Linked DNA regions of Oryctolagus cuniculus: region 1 is linked to region 2. The links are chromatin contacts, called in public Micro-C maps. All regions are on one chromosome and are shown on one strand. The core of a region is the stretch at or near the end of the contact, and the rest is flanking DNA. Distances in the headings are between cores, read along the strand shown. Region 1 holds the start of PPP2R1B (protein phosphatase 2 scaffold subunit Abeta). Region 2 holds the start of SIK2 (salt inducible kinase 2).

Region 1 (5,931 bases), core at 2,529-5,028, 180 kb before region 2:
GATAAGCAGCTCATTGTAGCTGTCACTTGCTTTTTCTGGATAGAGATGGTCTCCAAAGACTTTTGATATTCTACTTGAGCAGATGCTTGTTTCTTGACATGGAAATTATTTTTCCAGATGAACTTTTTAAATCAATGACTTTAAATGTCAGTGCACATTAGAATCACTGGGGACACTGTAAAATGGCTTCATTATTAGGGACTGTGATTTAGTAGGTGTGGGATAATGAAGGCCAGGAATCTGCATTTTAAACAGTCCTTTTTATGATTCAGATGGTCAGTGGACCACACTCCCAAAAAGACTGCCATGGTATTTGGCCCAGTTTTTGAAACAGCCTCTTTCTGCTGGAGTGTTTTTATCACTTTCCTTATTGAAGGATTTATTAGCATCTCTGTGTTTATTACCTGTTTTATTTTCCCAGCATCACTGTAACTAGAGCAGGAATCAGAAGTGGCTAGTTCCATTTTATTGGGGGTGAGGGGGTGGAGGGTGGGATGGAGGCACAGAGAGAGGTATGCTACAATGAGTCAGAGACAGAGGTGGGAATTGAAGTCCAGAATTGATGACTCTCAAACCAGGTAATTTTCTGGGGCCTATTTTCTCAGCTTGTGATTTCATATTTAATCATAGGTATTCTGTAGGTCTCCAATTCACTGTGCTTGGGTAAGCAAAGCATCTTTGAGTTTTAAACAAAATGGTTTAGCATCAGTGTGCCAGTTTTTGTCAGCATATTGGGGTTCTTCCAACCTTAAACTAATATCTAGCTGGTAATATTTTGGAACTGACTTAATGTGCTTCTCTCTACTTCCTTTATAATTTTTGAAATCTTTTTATATAAAGAAACAGATCTTTCCATGCCAATAGGAACCCCTTCTGATTTTGTAGCTGGTAAGGTACTACATCCAAAACATTTTAGCCTTTTACTCCTCAAACTGGAGTAGGACTACTTATGGATGGATTTACTTTATTTTCTTTTAAAAGATTTGTTTTTATTTATTTATTTAAAGAGTTACACAGAGGGTGAGACAGAGAGAGATCTTCCATGCCCTAGTTCACACCCTACAGGGATGCAATAGCCAGGGCTGAGCCACGCCAGAGCCAGGAGCTTCATCCGGGTCTCTCACGTGGTTGGCAGGAGCTCAAACATTTGGGTCATCCTCCACTGCTTTTCTCCCAAGTCATTAGCAGGGAGCTGGATTGGAAGTGGAAGAGCCGGGACACAAACCAGCACCCATATGGGAGGCCAGCGTTGCAGTTGGCAGCTTTACTGCTAAGCCACAACACCAGCCCCCTGGATTTACTTTAAAAGGAAAAAAAAAAATCCTGAAAACTTTCAGTCAACTTAAGCTATTTTTGTTCCAATGTTACTTATATTCACAAATATGTTACAGAATATGATGTTATTTTATTTGTAGTTCTTAGCTAAAAAACCAAAACAGATTTACAAATTAAATGCAAATGAAACCACAAAGCTAATCATATTCAAATTAATGATATTATAACAATTTATGCTATAAACAATTAAATGCTATATTTTGCTAAAACAAAACCATCCCTTTATTGTGGCTGTGGTACTGCCCGTTGACAGCTCAGCTTTTGAGTTGCACATGCCTGTGCCATGGAGTGACCTATGATGTCTTCATTTTCTCACCACTTTTCTCTGTTGAAACTACAGAGGCAAAGCTGTCCCGTGGAATCATCTGGCTTTCATTTTGTGCATGAAAGCATCGTTTTCCTTTTAAATTCATCTCTCTTCTCATTATCCTACAACAATAAAGATAGCACTGAAACACACATGCAAATGTAGGCACTAAAATCATGTAGCAGTAGTGATTTATAAAGCGGGTCATCCAGGGGCTGGCGCTGTGGTGCAGTGGGTTAAAGCCCTGGCCTGAAGTGCCAGCATCCCATATGGGCGCCGGTTCAAGACCCGGCTGCTCCACTTCCGATCCCGATCCCACTCTCTGCTATGGCCTGGAATAGCAGTAGAAGATGGCCCAAGTCCTTGGGCCCCTGCACCCGCATGGGAGACCCGGAAAAAGCTCCTGGCTTTGGATGGGCGCAGCTCTGGCCTTTGTGGCCAATTGGGGAGTGAGCCATTGGATGGAAGACCTCTCTCTTTCTCTCTCTCTGACTCTCCTCTCTTTGTGTAACTGAACTTCAAATAAAAATAAAGAAATCTTTAAAAAAAATAAAGTGAGTTATCCAAATATTACAGCATATACTTATGCAAATCTAAAATCAAAATGAAAATAAAACTATAGAGAATATATCCACAGGCCTAATTTGAGGGAAACTGTTCAGGTCTGTTGGTCCCCACTTGCATTGCTATCAAAAGCTGTACTCACTGTGTTTACATTTGGGAATCCCGTGTTTTTTTAGTCAACATTTGTCTCCAAAATCGCATTTCTTTTTTTTTCTTTTTTCTTTTTTTGACAGGCAGAGTGGACAGTGAGAGAGAGAGACAAAGAGAAAGGTCTCCCTTTGCCGTTGGTTCACCCTCCAATGGCCGCCGCGGCCTGCGCGCTGCGGCCAGCGCACCGCGCTGATCCGATGGCAGGAGCCAGGTGCTTCTCCTGGTCTCCCATGGGGTGCAGGGCCCAAGCACTTGGGCCATCCTCCACTGCACTCCCTGGCCACAGCAGAGAGCTGGCCTGGAAGAGGGGCAACCGGGACAGAATCCGGCACCCCGACCGGGACTAGAACCCGGTGTGCCGGCGCTGCAAGGTGGAGGATTTGCCTAGTGAGCCGCGGTGCCGGCTCAAAATCGTATTTATTAATAAGACAGAAAAATATCAGAGCTTGTAGTCCTCCTATGTAGTTATTACTTGAATTCCAGTCAAAAGCAGGGACAGGACATCTAGGTATTCTGTGTTGCCCTAACACGGGTAAATGAAAACCTTCCCTTGAATTTCTGCAGGGAAAAACTCCCAGACCCCCACGTTCCCCCAGGGCCGCCTTTGAGGACACTCGGGTCTGGGGAGGCCACGTCAGGCTGTCTTGCAAGGAGCACAGGAGCCACTCCACGCAGTTTGCAAGGATTAGAGCTTGTCCTAGTTTTGCTTGATTGTTGTACTTCTTGCATGCTAAAGAGCTAAAAAATGGGAGGAAGAAAATACAACAGAAGGCACCATTCCAGTACCAAACTGAAAAGAAACATAAAAACAAGAGAGCAGCATGTTTTTAACAGCTTGCGTGGAAAAAATATTGACTGGGGAGTTTGGACAGCACTGTTCATTTTCTCTCGCCGCCCGCGTTATTTGTCTTACAGAGTAGGAGCCAGATACAACTCTGGCGAGCAGGCTCAAGAAGAGGTGGAGGGGTTCTGTGGAAGCTTGATCCTGAGTGCAGAGATGAAGCCTGGAGACCCAGTGGCTCAGGGCCAGGATGAAGGCAGGGGAGGCGCTAAAACCTTCTTCCTCCTGGCCTCGGACACCCTTTTTGGCCGGCCTGAGTCCTAATAGAGCACAACACTGATCGCTCACGGAGGTACCTGCCTCCTTCAGACCACAACGAGCAGGATGAATCCCTGCCCCTGTTTCTTTCGGCTGAGGAAAGGACACTGGGCTTCCGTTCGCTTTCACAGCCCACCTTTCTTCTGGAGTTCGGACCTCCGCCTCCTGCAATGGGGGTCGGGCGGGAGCCTCCATCGGCGGGGCAGAGGCTCGGTGCTCCCACCTCCGCGGAGCCCGCGCCGAGGCCTCAGCCCCGCCCGCCCGGGCGCGGGGCGGGGCTCGGGGCGTGGCGCGGGGCGTGGCGCGGGCGCGGGGCGGGGCGCGGGGCGGGGGCTGGCGGCGGCGACCATCCGGAGGAGAAAGAACATGGCGGGCGCGGCGGGGCCCGGTACCGGCCCGGGGGCTGCGGGCGGAGATGGAGACGATTCGCTATATCCGATCGCGGTTTTAATCGACGAACTCCGCAACGAGGACGTGCAGGTACCGGACTGGGGCGGGGAGAGCCGTGGCGGGTTGGTCCGGCGTCGCTCAGGGTAGGGAAGGGGGAAGCCCGGAGCCGCTGTGAGGGAGGCCGGGAGGTTGAAAGAGCCGGACGCGGAGCAGAAACTCGAAGGGGAAGCTGGAAAGACTCGCGAGGGGCTGTGGCGCCGAGCCCCGGCCCACCGCGGGGCCTCTCCAGCACCCCTCCGTCGGGCTTCCGACCGTCCCGGGCTGTTGTCGGAAAGCCGGCTTCCCGCCTGGGCGCCCCGTTGCGGGCCCAGCGTGCGAGCCCTCGGGAGGGGCGCAGGGCCGGGCCGCGTGGGAGCTGGGCGGCCTGCGGGTCGCAGGATGCCAGAGGGCCCTTTGAGGTGCAGCCCAGCCTCTTCCCCTGGGCCTGGAAACTGGCTGGGCCTGTTGGGTAGAAAGCGGGTGGCCTGGCTGAGGAACCTAAGTGAGGCGGTGTGTCTGCTTCGGTGTAGGTTGTATTCAGCCGTCTCACCTGCTTCGTCGCTGCCGGAGTTCTGGCTTTTTAACATTGTCCCGCTTGCTGAGTATTTTCTTTCATTCCTTTCTCTTCGGGCCCTTGTAGAGAGTTTGGCCTAGGAATCCTCCCTCTGGCTAATAAGGCTGTGTTACATTACTGTTCCTTACCAATGAAGTGTAAATGAAAGATTATCCTTATTCCTAGACCTGTTAGTTAGTTCACCTGTTTGCTCCTGTTGCCTTTTGGTCTACATTGCAATCATTTTTTATTTTGTTCTTTCCATTTTCTCCTGTAAAGCTCCGACTCAACAGTATTAAGAAGTTATCAACAATTGCTCTAGCACTTGGAGTAGAAAGGACAAGAACTGAACTGCTGCCATTCCTTACAGGTGTGTGAGTCTGTGTTTCAAGAAAGGCACGGACATTTCCATTTACCAATGGCTTTCAGAGCTTTGGCTGTTTTTCAGAGTTTGTTGTCCACAGTATCAAAAAGCACCAAATTGAGGCTGGTATTTTCTGTGCAAAAGAAATTCAACAACACATATGGTAATGTTGTGGCCAGATACGTACAAACATTAACTGTGTATAGCTAATGGGGAAGTCACTGATATGAAGGTATGAATTTCTAGTTCATTCTGTAAATCAGATCCAGGAAAACTGTTCATTGAGGAGAAAATACTGTTAGGATTGGGACTGGATGTTTTTACTATTTACATATTGAATCTATTGCTAGTTTTATGTGAGTGTCCAGCTCTTGGCCAGTTACCTTGTTGGTGAGTACCTGGTTGTTGTCCTTTTCAGATACAATTTATGATGAAGATGAGGTACTGTTAGCTCTTGCTGAGCAGTTGGGAAATTTCACTGGCCTGGTGGGAGGTCCAGACTTTGCCCACTGTCTGCTGGTGAGTATTTCTATGCTGCCTACCCTCCTTCTAGAACCTTTGCAGTATAAATGATACATTGTTTGGTGATAGGCATAACAGCAGTATATTTTAGGCAGCTCATTTTATGGATAGATGCTCATAGTGTTAGCCATTGAGAGAATATATAATGTAAGCACTTTGGATTCAACCCTGTCTTATTATTTTCTATGAATAGAAGTTCTTTATTTTTCTGCCTCCATAGACTTACTAATTTAAAGAGAAAAAAGATTTGGTTATTTTTATGGGTCCCCTCCCCCCCAGTAAAATTGGAAGTCTTGTTTTTCATCCAGCAATATTTTGTCTTTATAGTGTAACTTTTGCTTCTGACTTACACTGTGATTTTGGTCAGTTGACATTTATTGAGGGCCTGCTATATGAGGCATATTGTAAGTTACAATGTTAATGTCAAAGAAAGCCAAACAAATGTAATGAGATCTTTGTTTTTGGTCACAAATATTAGGGTACAATCTTCAATGGGGAAACATAAGCACATTTAAGATACCCAAATAAGAGAGGAGAAAAGAATTAAGGTGATTAGGGGAGACTTCTTAACAGTTGATGTCTGAACTGTTTTAAGAAATGATTGGGTT
Region 2 (6,514 bases), core at 1,200-3,699:
ATAATAATAATAATAAAATGCACAAGACAGGTCCCATGGACTAAAACAGTGACTTTTAACTTAAATCATTTTACATACTACACAGACAATTTAGGATCTGAGTGCTCTTGCACCATCTGGTTGCCGTCTTCAATTATAAATGCATTGATCTCACACTACCAATAACTAAACGACTCTATTACTCCACAGTGCCCCCTAGCTCTCTAAGACATGTACGCTTAAAAAGGACACCATTGGAACCGACAATCTCAAGAGAAAGTGTCAGGCACTACCAGCTCCACTTAAGTACCCACAGATACCGCATGCTAACTAAATTTGACCTGATAAATAACAGTTGACTTTATTAAATCTTGCTGTTAGTACCAATAGGAGCTTGTGACAAAAAAATAAAAAAGGAACAGATGAGTTTATAATTCACAAAATAACGTGGATCAGAAGTTCCCTAGAACCCCTTTGTGAGGCACAACTGGAGTTTTACAAAGCCATTAAGTCAGGATTCCTGCAAAAACGTGCATCTAAAATGCCTTCTTTTTATGGCGTGCAAGGGAGGACAGCATGGCATTAGACACGCTCTTCAGAGGAATGGAGCCACTTTCCTCATTTTTAAAAATGCTGGGATGGGATTAAGCTACAGAAAGATTCGGTAATGTCACTACAGTAAAACTATCACTATCATTCCAAACTTAACCTAAACTGCCAACAGTTGTAAATCTGTAAGAGGAAAATCTGTGACCTTGGTCCTCACGCTAAAAAAATAGGTCCAATGGAGGTTGCTTCAGGATCAGCAGGGGAAGCAAAACGTGGAGATGACAGAATGACACAGACTCCAAAAAGCAATGGACGTTAGGCAAAATTTCCAAGCACAGCAACAGCCACAAAAATCACTCAAGTTTTCAAACAACCTTCGCCTTACATAAGTCATTCTGGGGGGGAAAAAAAGTTCTACTTTACTCCACATTCAAACTCCAGTGTATTCATACTAATACCGGGAAAAAACCGAAAAATGAGATGGTCGTGTGGGGCGGGCTGAAAAAGCATCACGACCCAGTGGCTGCCACAATGAGAACAGAGTACATCCAAACCGGCAGGTTTTATTTCAAAGAATGGGTGTCTCTCGACCGTTTTCCTAAGATATTTGATGTGCGCGTCTTTAAAATAGAGACCTCAGGAGAGGAGCTTCAGGCAGTGGAAGGAAGGGGGGCGGGTTAGGTAAGAAAGAGACTCGGGAGGAATTATGTGTGGTGCATTCGAATGTGCGCCGGAGGGGGATGCGGGCTGCGCCCGTCAGCAAGCCGCCGAGGGCTCGGGGAGCGGACAGAATCCGATGTGGCTTCAGGAATGCGCATTCACGGCCAGAACGCCCACTGGCCAAGGGGACACCCCCTGAGCCAGAGAGAGGCTAACCCACCAACGGTGCAAACGCAGATGACCATTTTAACCAGTTCTATTGTCTGGAGCATTAGATGGAAATGCCTCAGGCAACTGATCAAGCTCGCCAGACACTCAACACCAGAGACACTGCGGGGCGAGAGGAGCGAGAGGAGACTGCCAGTGCCTACACCCGGCCCCCCGGCCCCTTCCTCGCCGGGCAGGGCCGGGCCGTCGGGGTCAGGGGGGCGCGCGGTCCTCCCGGCCGCGCAGCCCGAGCGCAGCCGGTGCCGTCTGCGAGCGGGCGCCGTCTCTCACGGCGCAGTCCCGGAGCACCGAGACTTCCCCTCCCACCCCACCCCCCGCCGAAAGCAGGGAAGACGCGGAACTTGGGCTGCGGAGCGGAGGCCACAGACCAGGTCACGGCCCGGGTGGGAGGCTCGAGGCGAAATTCCGAGTGGCCACCGGAGGCGGCGAGGGGGAAAGCGAAGCCCCAGCTGGTCGGGCTGCCATTCGGACGGCGCCGGAGTCCGGGGGAGCCCGGCCCCGATACCCTGCACCTCCTGGGTCCTCGCGGCCCCAGGCCCGCTCGCCTGAGCGAGTGGCGCGGCCTCGTGCCCCCCCCCCCCCGGCCCCACCGCTGCAGCCACCCTTTTCGGTAAACAGTTCCTCTCCCGAACCCTCGCCTCAGACGCTCCCGCCGAACCCCGGGCCGCACCTCCGTCTTGGTGATCCGGTGCCGCCCCAGCTTCACCACCGCGAAGTTGCCCTTGCCCAGCGTGCCCTCGATGTCGTAGAACCCCACCCGGACCGGCCCGCGCTGCAAGTGCCTCGGGCCATCCGCCATGACCATGCTGGGCCCCGCTGCTAGACACGGCGACTGGAGCGCGGGCGGGCGGGCGGGCAGCGAGGCTCGGCTTTGGCGACCGCCGCTCAGCTCGCTCCTTCGCTCCTTCCCTCCCGCTCCACAGGGCCCAGCCAGGCGCGCGCCGCCGCTGACGTGCACCGACGTCAGGGGGCCGGGAGGAGGGCGGGGGCGGGACCGGGTCTCGATTGGTCACCATGGCGACCGGAGCACCGCCGACGTCGGCGCCGGGCGGGAGGGTGGGAGGGACGGTGCGCGGGGAGGGGCGCGGGGCCTGGCCGGCGCGTTCCTTCCGGGCTCTGGCGCCCCGCCGGCTCCCCAGCGCCTCGCGCTGCCGGGGGCGGGGTCCAAGCCGGGCCCGCCCCGTCGCTAGGCTTTCCAGCGGAAGGGCAAGAGCGAGCCCTGGTGGGCGGTGCGGAGGGGTGCAGCGACCCGAATCCGGCCTGTGCGCTCCTTCCTCGCCCAGGCGTTCTCCGCCCACCTGGGGACCTTCCCGCCAAAACCTCTCGCCTCGGAGTACAGCGCGTCCTCAATTTGGCAGCAGCAAAGAACTGTGGCTGAGCAATGCATTGCTCACAGGTTCCTTTGTGTCCTTTGCTATATAAATCCCTCCACAGTTGGGTGTCTCCGTGGAGTCGTTCTCACAGCAGCAGCGTTGAAGAGACCCTAAGAGAACACTCTGTCCCGGGATTTGCAGCCTCAAACTGGCTTCGGAACTTGGAGCTGCCTGAAATGTAGGCAACATTTTGCTTTATGTGAGCGTGTTTCTGGGGAAATGGGACCATAGCTCCATTCAGAATCCCAAACGTGTTGGCGACCCTGAAAAGGTTAAGAAATTACTTACTAATCCAATCTCTTTTCAGATGATGAGGTAGGCTGCTAGCAATGAGGGGATCTGCCAGGATCACACAGGTCATGATAGAGTTAGGATTGTAAATCACTACAGAATGCCTCGAAGAAATAGGGACAGTTGGTATTTTAATATCCGGAAATATGTACTCCCCAGATTACTCCCAGGATCGTGGTTTCTTTCTTTCTTTCCTTTTTATAAAAGATTTATTTTACTTGTTTGAAAGGCAGAGCGAGAGGGAGAGACAGAAATCTTCCATCTACTGGTTCACTCCCCAAGTGGCGGCAACCGCCAGACAGAAACCAGAAGCCTGGAACTCCACTGGGTGCCCCACGTGGGTGCAACAGCCCAAGCACTTGGGCCATTTGTCGCTACTTTCCCAGGTGCATTAGCAGGGAGCTGGATCAGAAGTGGAGCAGTGAGATTGGAACGGGTGCCCATATGGGATGCCAGCATTGCAGATGGTGGCTCAGCCCACTGTGCCACAGTGCTGTCCCTCAGATCTTGTTTCTGAATACCATTCTCCACGAGGAACTCTGCCTCTTGGTGAAATGGCTGATTCCAGGGCAGAGACAAGGAAAGTATTCCAAGAGATTTCAATCTCTTATGCCAGAGATTTCTTGTATGTCAAGGAGGATATATCGAAAGAAAAAGAGAAAGCTTGAAGGTACCCCCATTTATCAAATCTGAGACAATTTGAACTTCAAGAATGAATATTGATAGAAATAGATTGTAAGACTGAATTTAAAAAAAAACAGATTTATTTGTTTGAAAAGCATAATTAGAAAAAGGGAGAGACAGAGAGAAGGAGATCTTCCATCTGCTGAGTCAGCCCCCAGATGGCTGCATTGCCACAAGACAGTGGATTTTTTAAAAAAGATTTATTTTATTTATTTGAAAGAGTTAGAGAGAGAGGTAGAGACAGAGAGAGAGCTTTTCCATCTGCTAGTTCACTCCCCAGATGGCTGCAGTGGCCGGAGCTGCACTGATCTGAAGCCAGGAGCCAGCAGCTTCCTCCGGGTCTCCCATGTGGGTGCAGAGGTGCAAGGACTTAGGCAATCTTCTACTGCTTTCCCAGGCCACAGCAGAGAGCTGGATTGGAAGTGGACAGCCGGGACTAGAACTGGTGCCCATATCAGATGCTGGCACTTCAGGCCAGGGCGTTAACCTGCTGCGCCACAGCACTGGCCCAAAGACAGTGGCAGAAGTCCTAAACAGCACTCTGGCCTCAGAATCAGCCCTTAAGGCATTTGGATCTGGCTGAAGAGCCCATGAGAGTATTTTAGGCATGGAAAGCCAAGACACTCTGGCAAAAAAACAAAAACAAAAACAAAACAAAAAAAAACTAAATGAAAGATCTCTGCGAGTGAGATCCCAGTGGAAAGAATGGGCCATCAAAGAAGGAGGTACCTTTCTTTGAAGGGAAGAGTGAACTTCCACTTTGACTATGACCTTGTCTAAATAAGATCGGAGTCAGCGAACTCAAAATGCTTCCATAGCCTTGGCAACTCATGACAAGAGCCTAGGGTGATTACTGATGCCATAAACAAGAGTGTCAATTTGTTAAGTCAACAACAGGAGTCACTGTGCACTTACTCCTCATGTAGGATCTCTGTCCTTAATGTGTTGTACAATGTGAATTAATGCTATAACTAGTACTCAAACAGCATTTTTTCACTTTGTGTTTCAGTGTGGGTGCAAACTGTTGAAATCTTTACTTAATATATGCTAAATCGATCTTCTGTATATAAAGAGAATTGAAAATGAATCATGATGTGAATGGAATGGGAGAGGGAGCGAGAGATGGGATAGTTGTGGGTGGGAGGGAAGTTATGGGGGGGGGGAAGCCATTGTAATCCATAAGCTGTACTTTGGAAATTTATATTTTATTAAATAAAAGTTTTTTAAAAAAGAAAGATGTACCGCAGTGATGTAAAAAAAAAAAAAAAAAAAAAGAATCCATAAGTGCATAGTTACTCTTAAGCTTTTTAGTAAATAAATCAACAAATGGAAGGCTGAAAGTTCTTGACAGTGGAATGCAACCAATATATGTAGAAGATACTCTGAAATTAGAAAATCACCATTTTGCAACAATTATGGTAATCAATGATTCAGACAAAAATTATCAATAGACGTTAAAATCATTGGGTACAACTTGGCTGGGGAACAGGATGTCTACACAATCTGATAGTGTCTTCCAACTTCTTATTCATTACAAAAGGTTAGCAAAGTTACTTTTACAGCAAAGAAATGTGACAGGCACCACCCTAGCCAAATGATCAAAGTTAATGTCACCAGTTATGGGGTACAATGATAGATGGAAGATATCTGTCTGACTGCCTTCCAAATAAATAATAAAATAAATTTTAAATTTTCTAAAAAGTCTTTTATATATATAACTTAACTCTCAACTGCTTTACTCAAGATAGATAATGCACGTGTGGTAAAATACTAAACTGATAAATCTAGGTGAAGTGGGTATGATAGATTATTGTTCTTTCAACTTCTCTCCAGTTTTAGCTTTTAATGAAAATATATATATGCATGTATATGCATGCATTTAATTTCATATAATTTTCGTAGTACAAGATTGACTGGCCTCTGGGCCCGCCACTGCTCACTGTACCTCTGCCTTTCGCTTTGTATTCTGCCATAGGGTATGTTCTTTGCAAAAATGAGGGGCAGAATGGGCAAGGCTGTAAGATTGACCAGATTTCTGGACTGATGGGAATGGTGTATATGGTTCTTCTAACTAGACCAGCAGCTCAGATATTTACCTCAGTGCAAAAATAGTTCCTCTGTACATTTTGCTAACCAGATGAATGTACTTTAATATTCTGGAGGTGGGTTCCTTTGTGAAGCTGATGAAAATCTACTTACTCAAGAACCAGAAAGTGTGCGTAGAAGCCCACTAGCGTTAACAATCTCCTTTGAAGTATGCCTTTTGGACAGAAATTGACTCATTTCTATCTGCCTATTTTAATCTGATAATCAGGCCAACTACCAGCTTGCACAGTCTGGGAATAAGAATCAATCTGGAGATGGAAAGAAAAGGAATAGCAGGAAATACCAAAAGGTTTCTGGAAAAAGCAGAGTTCCGTGTGCACGTGTCTGGAAGTTAGAGAAAGGGAGGCCAGAGACAGAGGAGAGATAGGAGTGGCTGTGCCCATGTGGAAATGCAGTGGGTGTGCCTCTGAATATTGCTGATAGTGTGATAGTTGTTAAGGGTAACCCTGAAGAAATATATGTGGGCTAATTTAGAGTATGCAACCTTGTATTCCATGATTCAGCTGTTTCCTCCATCCAAAGATCTATTTTCCCTCCTGTGTCAACCTTATGTGTTTCTCGTGTGTTTTTGCTTCCAATATATATATATATATATATGTATGTATTTTAGCCATTATTAATATTATCCAACTCCTGCCTCACTC

What was found. Hi-C and Micro-C count contacts between places; a contact is called where the count stands out from the background.
Region 1: a Micro-C map of ear pinna shows a contact between it and region 2, with 4 times the contacts expected there. The contact joins the promoter of PPP2R1B here to the promoter of SIK2 in region 2. A contact is called at or near these places in 2 of 6 Hi-C or Micro-C datasets (ear pinna and an unstated tissue).

Annotation. Positions count from the first base shown.
Region 1 is chr1:103,722,731-103,728,661 of mOryCun1.1, reverse strand. It overlaps PPP2R1B (protein phosphatase 2 scaffold subunit Abeta), which reads left to right and starts at 3,778. Exons shown (of 17, transcript XM_008261547.4): 1 at 3,778-3,935; 2 at 4,717-4,807; 3 at 5,220-5,320. The coding sequence starts at 3,822. It overlaps ALG9 (ALG9 alpha-1,2-mannosyltransferase), which reads left to right. Exons shown (of 15, transcript XM_070078146.1): 15 at 3,272-3,572. The coding sequence ends at 3,461.
Region 2 is chr1:103,536,839-103,543,352 of mOryCun1.1, reverse strand. It overlaps SIK2 (salt inducible kinase 2), which reads right to left and starts at 2,449. Exons shown (of 14, transcript XM_070078045.1): 1 at 2,087-2,449. The coding sequence starts at 2,432.